Linked DNA regions of Macaca mulatta: region 1 is linked to region 2. The links are chromatin contacts, called in public Hi-C maps. All regions are on one chromosome and are shown on one strand. The core of a region is the stretch at or near the end of the contact, and the rest is flanking DNA. Distances in the headings are between cores, read along the strand shown.

Region 1 (5,055 bases), core at 54-2,553, 58 kb after region 2:
AAAAAAAAAAAAAAAAGCATACACTATTTTTTTTTGAGACGGAGTCTCGCTGTGTCTCCCAGGCTGGAGTGCAGTGGCGGGATCTCAGCTCACTGCAAGCTCCGCCTCCCGGGTTTAGGCCATTCTTCTGCCTCAGCCTCCCGAGTAGCTGGGACTACAGGCGCCCGCCACGTCGCCCGGCTAGTTTTTTGTATTTTTGGTAGAGACGGGGTTTCACCGTGTTAGCCAGGATGGTCTCGATCTGTTTCCCTTTAGATTTTGTTAGTAATTTATTTTGGATTTTTGCATCCAAGTTCATAATTGTACTCGACAAATAAAGGCAGATTTTAAAAGGACAAGTTGGGAGGCTAAGGCGGAAGGATCACTTGGGCCTGGGAGATTGAGGCTGCTCTGAGCCTTGATTGTGCCACTGTACTCCAGCCTGGTGACAGCAAGACCTTTGTCTCTAAAATAATAATAAATAAAAGGACGAGTTTACTTACAGTCTCACCAAGCAATGAAAGAGCTTATCTTCCTCCTGTTTCCTTTGCGGATCTTGTCATGTATTTTATCTTAGTTACTTTAGCATAAATGCTAAATCAAATTCTTTTTCACCAGACATCATCATAGCTCTAGGCATGCCACATAATAAATACCCAAACACATATTAATCATTAAAATTGTTTCCTTTTTTTTGTGGCTACTGTAACCACTTCAGCGAACCATTTAATGCACAGTGGGTTTAAATTATTTTTTCTCGGCTGGGCGCGGTGGCTCACGCCTGTAGCCCTTTGGGAGGCTGAGGCAGGTGGATCACGAGGTCAGGAGATCGAGACCATCCTGGCTAACACAGTGAAACCCCGTCTCTACTAAAAAAAAAAAAAAAAAAAAAAAGCCGGGCATAGTGGCAGGCGTCTCTAGTCCCAGCTACCCGGGAGGCTGAGGCAGGAGAATGGCGTGAATCCGGGAGGCAGAGCTTGCAGTGAGCCGAGATAGCGCCACTGCACTCCAGCCGGGGAGACACAGCGAGACTCTGTCTCAAAAAAAGAAAAAATATTTTTTCTCCTTCCTGGGATAAATTTCCCAGGAGAGGGATAATTGGGTCAAAAGATATGAACATATTTATGGGTTCTTTTCTACAAGAGATCGATCAGTTTCCGAGTGCCATCTGCTATGTGGGGGAACCAATCTTCAACTTGCCTGCATTTGGTCTTAGTATTTTATTAATCTTTCATTGATCCAATTAGCTCTTTGACACAATTTTCATCAGTGGTGGACTAAGTGTGACCGGCCTGACCTGTCTCTAGCTGGTGTGAGAAGAGGCATGTGTCAGGTTGCGCTTGGGCTCCCCCTGCCGCCCGTTGTGGTACAGCCCGCTAGGCGCTCCCTGCTGCCCATTGTGACGCCCGCCAGCCGCAGGCTGGGTCCCCTAGGCGGGCGGCGTTTAGGCACGGTCTCCACAGCCATGGCCGCGACGCAGGAGCTGCTGCTGCAGTTGCAGAAGGATAACCGAGATGGTCGCCAGCGGAAGCAGGAGCTAGAGAAGCTGATGCGCGGGCTCGAGGCCGAGAGCGAGAGCCTCAACCGGCGCCTGCAGGACCTGAGCGAGCGGGAGCGAAGGTGCGCGGGGAACGCCGCTCCACCTGGCGGGCGCGTGAGGGTCCGTCCCGCAGGCAGCGCCGCGAGGGGCTTCGCAGAGTACCAGGCCGATCCGCCCGGGCCCGCACCTCTGCTCTAGGCGCTTGGGGAACGGGCGATCCACCCAGCGGACCCAGGTGGGGGACTCGGTCAGGACTTCCCCGTTCCCAATCATGAGCCTGCAGCTGGTCCTTCCCGGTGACTGCGGGATCCTGAGCAACCCAGTCCGCCTTGTAGCGCCAACCTCAGTTTCCCTCTGCAGCCTGCTGCGGAGGCGAAGCCAGGCAGTACAACCTCTGCAAGGGGAGGCGCGCGAGGCGGCGCGGGAGCGCGCGGAGCGGGTGCGCAGAAGGCTGGAGGAGGCGGAGCGCCACAAGGAGGACTTGGTGAGTAAGAGTCCTGGAATGGGGCTGGATCCACGGTGGAGTGGGGCAGGGTGGGCGGAAGGGGGCGGGATCCGGGGGTGGGGTGAGGCAGGACCGGCGGAGAGGCCGGCACCGCCCCAGGACCCTGTCCGCAGGAGCAGTACAACAGGCAGCTGCAGGAGCAGTGGGAGGAGCTGTCTAGTCAGGTACGTGCGGGAGATGGGAGGGTCTGTCTCTTGGTTCCTCTCGGAAGTCCTGCCCTGGTCCCCGCCCTTGTTGCCTCTCCGTCCCTGTCACCCCGACACCCGTTCCTCCAGAAGTCGGTAAACCCCGCCTTTACAAGCCCCGCCCCTAGCTCTTCTACTACGGAGGGGAACAGCAGAGCCAGAAGAGCACGGAGCAGCAACTCGCAGCCCAATTGGTGACGCTGCAGGTGCTTGAGCTGGACCCTGAGGTCTTTAGTAGAGGCGGAGCAGCAGCATGAGCGGGGCCATGACCACCTGGGGGTGTGGCTTGCGGCAGGCCCTGACAGCGTGGACTGGGCGGGGATGTGGGCGGAGCATAATCGCATGGGGGCGGGGCCCTGAGGGCTAGAATAGGGGCGGAGAGCGGAGGGGGTGGGGCCACGACTAACTGGGGCGTTGCTTACGATGGGTCCTGAGGACGTGGGCAGGGTCATGGTCGCCTGGGGACGGGCGCTGAGGGCCACGGGCGGGGCCCGGAGGGGCAGCGGGGTGTCGGCCTGCGGACCTCCTGACATTCCCTGGGTCCTTCTCAAGAATGAACTGGAGCTGGCGGAGACCAAGTGCGCCTTGCAGGAGGAGAAACTGCAGCAGGTGAGGGCAGAAGTGGGTTCTGTTGGAGGGTCAGCTTTCGAGTGTGGGTGGGGAAGGGCGTGTCTCCCCGGAGTCTAACCCAGGTGTCCACACCCAGGGCGCGCTGCAGACAGCTGAGGCCTGGGCCATATTCCAGGAGCAGACCGTAGTCCTGCAGGTGCGGCCCCACTCGGACGCCAAGGTGCCTCCCGCCTCTCCTCCCCCAGACCTGGGGCGGCAGGTCTCCCAACCCGCCGCCAGGACGCCTCCCCGAGGCCTCAGTCCGCACTCTCACCCGCTCCAGGAGGTGCAGGTGAAGGTGATGGAGGCTGCGGAGGAGCTGGACGCCTGGCAGAGTGGCCGGGAACCGTAAGGGAGTTGGGCCTGCGGGCGCGGCGGGGCACTGTGGGGCCGGGCCGGGCTCCCACCTGCATGCCTGTCCCCGCAGGTGTGACGGACAGCTTCGCGGAGTGCAGTATAGCACCGAGTCGCTCATGGAGGAGATGGCCAGGGCGGACCGAGTGAGCGCCTGCGCGGGTCCAGGCGGGGCGGGCTGGAGCGGGACACCCCTCCCCATCCCGGCGCCGGGCCGCCTCCCCCTCCTCCTGGAAACCCGGCCGGCTCCGCGGGCGCGGAGGTAGCTGGATGAGGCCCCCTCTCTCCGCAGGAGATGCGGCTGTTCGGCGGCCGGTGCGCGCTGGCCATCAGGTGAGCAGGGCGGTGGGCGCGGCCGCGGTCCCCCAGGTACACGTCCGAGTCGCCGCCCACCTGCCCGCCTTTCGCCCCTCAGGCGGTGCGTGCTGGGCGCGCTGCAGGTGCTGCTGACGCTGCCGCTCCTCTTCCTGGGGCTGTCGCTGCTCTGGACTGTGCTGTTGGACCCTGGCACCATCTCCGCGTGGCTCCGGAGCCTCACCTCGGAGACGACGCTGCGCCGCCTGCGCTACACACTGTCCCCGCTGCTGGAGCTGCGCGCTAACGGGCTGCTGCCCACCTAAGTGCAGCGCCCCGCGCCTGGCTCCAGGTGGACTCCAGGGCACCTGGCTTTATTTCTGGTGCACTCCTCTCCTGAGAGTGTAGACCAAGGTCGCCTAATAAACTCCTCAAGGGATGAAGCTCGTGGGTTCGTCATCTGTCTCCCATGTCCTGTAGGAGCTTGGATTTTTTTTTTTTTTTTTTTTTTTTTTTTTGAGACGGAGTCTCGCTCTGTCTCCCAGGCTGGAGTGCAGTGGCCGGATCTCAGCTCACTGCAAGCTCCGCCTCCCGGGTTTACGCCATTCTCTTGCCTCAGCCTCCCGAGTAGCTGGGACTACAGGCGCCCGCCACCTCGCCCGGCTAGTTTTTTGTATTTTTTAGTAGAGACGGGGTTTCACCGTGTTAGCCAGGCTGGTCTCGATCTCCTGACCTCGTGATCCGCCCGTCTCGGCCTCCCAAAGTGCTGGGATTACAGGCTTGAGCCACCGTGCCCGGCCTAGGAGCTTGGTTTTTTAGCCTCCAAAGATTCCTTCCTTTTTTACAGCTCATGGATTTAGATCCACTCCCCAGTATTATAAACAGCATTTTCAGTTTTTCAGGATATATAATTTGCCATATTGCCAGAAACTTGTACATAGCATTTGACACTTTTTTGCCAATTTGACAAGCTCCCTTTTTCAAGTATTGTGATTTGAAATTATTTCTACTATATCTGAATATATTTCTACCATTTGTAGTATGTTGATCCTGATTTTTCAATGCTCCCCTTTCTGTTTATTTGGGAAGTCACACTCTGTATTCTGGTATTCTTACTACTTGAGCTCAGCTCATCGCTGTCATCTTCCCCTAAACTGCCTTAAAGCATCTTAATGCTTGTTTTTTCCCTCTGATCACATGTGCTACTTTTTTTTTTGTGAGACGGAGTCTCGCTCTGTCGCCTAGGCTGGAGTGCAGTGGCATGATCTCGGCTCACTGCAAGCTCTGCCTCCTGGGTTTACACCATTCTCCTGCCTCAGCCTCCCAAGTAGCTGGGACTACAGGCACCCACCACCACACCCAGCTAATTTTTTGTATTTTTAGTAGAGACGGAGTTTCACTGTGTTAGCCAGGATGGTCTTGATCTCCTGACCTCGTGATCCACCCACCTCGGCCTCCCCAAAGTGCTGTAATTACAGGCATGAGCCACCGTGCCTGGCCAACAGATACCTTACTGTTAGTGATTCCTAATTTCCACTGTGGCCAGATAACATACTTTGCATGATTTTAATTCTATTTCATTTACTGAG
Region 2 (4,926 bases), core at 632-3,131:
AAACTTACTTATGGGTAGAGAGACAGATAATAAGTACGTGGTCTGTAAATGTGGTTAATTTCCCCAGAACAGAATCCTGGAATACTGGTCTGAGAGGGTATAATTATTTTAAAATATTTTTGGGGCCAGGTGAGTTGGCTTAGCCTGTAATTCCAGCATTTTGAGAGGCAGGAGGATCACCTGATCCCAGGAGTTTGCGGCTACACTCCAGCCTGGGCAACGGAGTGAGACTCCGAGCGTCAAGAAACAAAACAAAACAAACAAACAAAAAAACTTTTGGCTTACACCGCCAAACTCATGTCCAGGAATTTTGAGGCGATTTATGTGCTTCCAACAGTATAAGACTGATAAGAGTGATTACCTACCAGACCCTGTGTTTGAAGGTTATCATTTGAAACTGATTTTTAATTTGTTTAGTAGAAAACCCAGCTTCTTATAGTTTTAATTTATATGTCTTGGGTTAGCAGAATGGTTGACTATTTTTTTTTCAGTCGTTCCTTCAAATAGTGAGTCCTCTGCTGGGCTCTATTTGTGGAATATTCCTTTTCTTCTTCAAGGATGTTTGATATCTCTTTTTTCTTCACAGATGTTTGATATTTCCTTTTTCATCTATTGTGTTCTTACCATTTCTAGGATGTTTCTAGGCTTTCTATTCTATTTCTTGTTCTGTACCACACTGAAATGCTTGCGGTAGCTTTACAATTTCTTTTTGACATCTGTTAGGGCAAGTCTACCTTCATGCCTGCTTTTGTTTCCAAGGGGGGAAAACGATAGCTGTTTTCGACTATTTAGTTTTCCAGGTGAACTAAGAATTTTGTGAAGTCTAAGAAATGTTGTTAGCATGACACTAAACCTATACGTCGATTAGGAAAGAAAGGTTGCATAATCAGCTTGGCAAAGGGTTATTGGAACTGGCTTTTAATCTTGACTGGAGCTGGAGCACAACTTGCCTGTAAGGCAGACCTGTGCTCCTCTTGGACTTGGGCGACCTCGATAGTGGTGTGTTCCTTTGTTTGGTGTTCAAAGTAGAGAGAGGTCCATTAAGTAGCTCCCTAGAGAAGCAGTGGCGGCTCAGGCCAGCCCAGCCCCTGGGAAGGCCATCTGCATGGCGGCCGGGAGCCCGGGTCCTGGTGGGCCGGCTCGGGCAGGCGCTTGACCCCTGGGGCCTGCGAGGGGCTGCGGCCACCGGAAGGGGCTGGCTGAGCGCAGCTCGCTGGGTCCTCCGCGCCTTCGGAGCAGGTAAGGCACGCGGGGGTGCGCGCGCGCGGGCCGGAGGGGCGCTGGGGTCAGGGAAGGGGCGCCCCTTCTCTTTTGCACCCAACCAGCCCGGGCCTCCCCAGGAGCCCAGACCCCCGAGCTTGCAGTCACTGCTGGCTACGCCTTTGAGCCTCGCGCAACCGCAGGGAGCGTCGAGTAGGGGTCGCAAGGGAGTCGGGGAGGAGACGCGTAGGCCGACAGAGGTCCCTAATTCGGGGCTCCTAGGGGTCAGGGTAGGGCTAAAAGGGAGTAAGTCCATCTGAGTTTGAGGGGGTGGGCGTCAGCCTGTGGAGGGGGGGGCCAGCGTCCCTGTCCCGGGGGCGGGTATGCGGTCCGGGTACTTCGGGGGTGAGGTCGCGGTCCTGTCCTGGCGCTTGAGGTCGGGATCCAGTTAGATGTCCGGGGTCTGGGTCCCCGGCTCCTCTCGCGCTCCCCTCCCCCACGGCGCCGGACCCCCGCAGCCCGCCCCGCCTAGTACTCGGACCGCTTGCCGGCGCCGGCGCCGGCCCCGCCCCCGGAGGCCCCGCCCCGGTTCGCAGGCCCCGCCCCCTAGCGCCCCCTGGCCCCGCCCCGCTGCTCGCCCATTCAGATGTGGGTCAGGGGTGAGCGGGCGGCGCCGACGTCACAAGCTTCCAAGATGGCGCTGGGCGGGCGGCTGTGAGCGGCGCTCGGGGCGCGCTGGGCGGGGAGCCGAGCCGAGCCGGCGGCAGACGGACGGGGCGGACGCGTGCGGCGCGAGCCGGGCGCTGAGGACAAGGGCCGCTGGTAGGGCCGGCCGGCCGGCGGGCGGAGCGCCGCCGCCGACGCACACGAGGTGAGGGGCGGCCTTGGGGGGCGGGGGGCGCGGGGCGCGGGCGGGGGCCGCGGGCCGGGCGCGTCCCCGGAGAGAGGGGCGTGGGCGCGCGCGCCCGGGCGACGTGGGACTGCGCGCGTGGGGGACGCGCTCGCGTCTGGCGGGCCTGGGCGGGGGCGCACGCGGGACCCCTGGCAGGCCCGGGCTTTGTGGGCCAGATGCCCAGAGGGGCGCGGGCGGTGGGGCACCCGGGGCACAAAGCCCACGGGGCCGCGCCAGGCCCAGGAGGCGCGGGTCTGCGGAGCGGGGGTCGGCGGGCGAGCGGGCGCCGGCTCTTTGTGCCTTTTCATTAGCAATCTAATCCGAACAGCGTCGGGCGAGCTGCGCTGCCTGACAGGCGGGAGGGCTCCCATTATGCAAACGGCCCTGCGCCCGCGGCCGCCCCCTCGCTGGAGGATTTTGCGATTTCCAGAACTGCGGTCTTGCACTGTCTGCGGTCTCCTCTCTTCTTGCCTCCTCCCCGCGGGAAGACTGGCCACGGCAGGGGCAGGGGCAGGGGCGGGCCTGGAGGGGCCGCTCCCAGAGGGCCAGGCTCTGCGCCTGGTGGGCTCGCTGCCCTGCCCCCAGATCTCTCCTGTAGGCAGCCGCTTGGCAGGAAGAGAGATGGGCTTGGGGGAGGGGGTCGGCTGGCAGGGGGAAGGGACCGGCTGGCTGAGGGAGGGGGCTGAGGGGCCCCAGCTTGTCACTCTCTGTTTATCTTCCAAGATGGTTCATATTCACACAGGCCTGGGTGTGTGCGTGGTGGGGGGGAAATGCCTCTCCCTGGGGGGCAGTGACTTGCGGAGAGGAGGGAATGAGGCCAGATAATGCTCCCAACGGCCCCACCCAGAACTGCCTGGGACTGCCTGTGTAAGGGAGCCCAATGCTGAGCCGGATGGGTTGGAGCGGTGTTAAAGTTATTTATCCATGTCTTCTATCCCCTGCACCCCTAGTCTTTTCTAGTAGGAGTTGCCAAGCACATCTGGAAAGCTATGTTCCCGACCCCCCACTCCCCCAGCAGCAGGAGGGGTGTAACCCAGGGAAGCCACCCCTCTGACATATGTGCTGGGGGGAGGGGCAGAGCCTTGCCCATAGGAATCCTGTGGCGGTGGGTTGTTGACTGATGTGGGGATTGCTGTGTCTCTTGTGCTGTCGGAGAGCTGGCAGGTAGTGGAGGGGCCTTGGGAGCTCCTAGGGTGAACTCAAGGCTGTCCTCTAAGGATCCAGGATGGAGGGATGGAGCTGGGTCACTCAAACCTAAGGCCTTTCTGGGTCTAGCATTTATTGCTTCCTGGTTTCTGGCTTTGCTTCTTTCCCTCCATTCTCATCTGCCAGTGTCTGGACTCCCTGGGCCTTCAAGCAGACATTTTCAGGAGCACAGGCCATGTGGTTGGTCTGGAGCCCTGTGGCAAGGAGAGTGTGCATGCTTGGTGGAGCAGGGTTGCTGTAGTAGTCTGAAAAACAGATGAGCTGGCCTCTGGAGACAAAACTGTGTGGCGAGACTGCTGGTTTAGTGAGTTCTGAACACCAAGAACAGGGCTGGGAGTCTGATGCTTGGGGGCTGAACTGAGTCCTGTGGCCCAGAATTGTTGCCTGGAAGTGAACGTTCCGTCTTGTGCCATTGAGATTGTGAAGATCTCTAGGTCCCACAGGACAAGCAATAGACTTGGAAGGCTGGGAAGAGGCTCCCCAGCTGCCTCCCTTCGGAGGTCAGAGCTCTCAGGTGGGTCGGCAGGCCAGTGTCGGGTTGGGGGAGGGAGGTTGTAGAGTGCCTGTAGCCCAGCTTTTCTGGCCAGTTGGCTCTGAGTGCTGCTGTGTGCCCAGCAACCTCTCCCTGCGGTGTTTTTCTGCCAGTTGTTGGAACTTGTAGATTAGTCACTGAGGTTTTACGACCGATTCCTGAAAAGAAAAATCTCCCTCTGGTTGCTGGCTCTGTGTAGAGGAAGAAGAAGCCCGAGGGAGTCAGGCCTTTAATTAAAGCAAAACCGAAATGATTGTGAAGTTGCTGGAAGGAGAAGAGAAGGCGCAGGTGGGGCAGGGGTGATGAGTCCTGATGAGTCCTGTTGTGCTGCATGATACCTGCTCTGGGGACAGGTAGGCACGATCCCATCCTCGATCCTCGGTCTTGGCCAGCAGCCCAGCCTTCTTCACAAGCTGCAGTCCTGGATTAATCCTCACGTAGTGTTTTCTTTCCGTAGATCAGATTTCTCATTTTGTTAATAAGCGCAGCCTCCCGTCCACTTGAAGTCAGCTGTTGTGGACGAGGAGCAACAGGATTTTGCATTATTGAGCTGATAGCCTGCTGCCTTCCTCGAGTCCTTATTGTTTGTGGGGTCAGATCTGAGGGGTGGGGGAAGTGCCATTTAATCAGCAGCTAGCCCCTGGAGAAGAGCTGGCGGGGCAGTTCTGGAGAGAGAGAGCCGTGAGGAAGGAATAAAGTTCAGTTTACCCAGGGGACTTGTGGTTCCAACCTTATTGCTTGGTCTGTTGGCCTTGAGCAGTCAGCCCCACCCCATACCTTGTCTTGCCTGCTGCCCCCAGTACCTGATCCCTGGGAGAGTGGGGTGCTTCTTCCTGGGCTGCTCTTGCTGGCCTGGGAGGCAGCTTTCACCACGGGAAGAAAGAACAAATTAAGTTCCTCCCCTCTTGTCTCCTCTGAGCCTGGCCGAGGAGGGACTCCTGTGGGGCAGTGAGAGGGGAACTGGACTTGGTCGCAAAGTCTGTAGTGCATTGCTGGCTCTGCCATTTACTTCCGTTGTGACCTTGGGCAGTGATTGACTCTCCTGCCTCATTTCTACAATGGGAACAGAACTTGAGTTTACATTCATGTATCACTG

What was found. Hi-C and Micro-C count contacts between places; a contact is called where the count stands out from the background.
Region 1: a Hi-C map of CD4 T cells shows a contact between it and region 2, with 3 times the contacts expected there. The contact joins the promoter of TMEM191C here to the promoter of HIC2 in region 2.

The regions. Positions count from the first base shown.
Region 1 is chr10:31,535,030-31,540,084 of T2T-MMU8v2.0, forward strand. It overlaps TMEM191C (transmembrane protein 191C), which reads left to right and starts at 1,304. Exons shown (of 10, transcript NM_001193786.2): 1 at 1,304-1,599; 2 at 1,880-2,003; 3 at 2,138-2,188; 4 at 2,338-2,415; 5 at 2,762-2,818; 6 at 2,916-2,999; 7 at 3,102-3,166; 8 at 3,246-3,318; 9 at 3,465-3,505; 10 at 3,588-3,909. The coding sequence starts at 1,304. The coding sequence ends at 3,792.
Region 2 is chr10:31,476,899-31,481,824 of T2T-MMU8v2.0, forward strand. HIC2 (HIC ZBTB transcriptional repressor 2) reads left to right here and starts at 1,882. Exons shown (of 3, transcript XM_028827944.2): 1 at 1,882-2,071.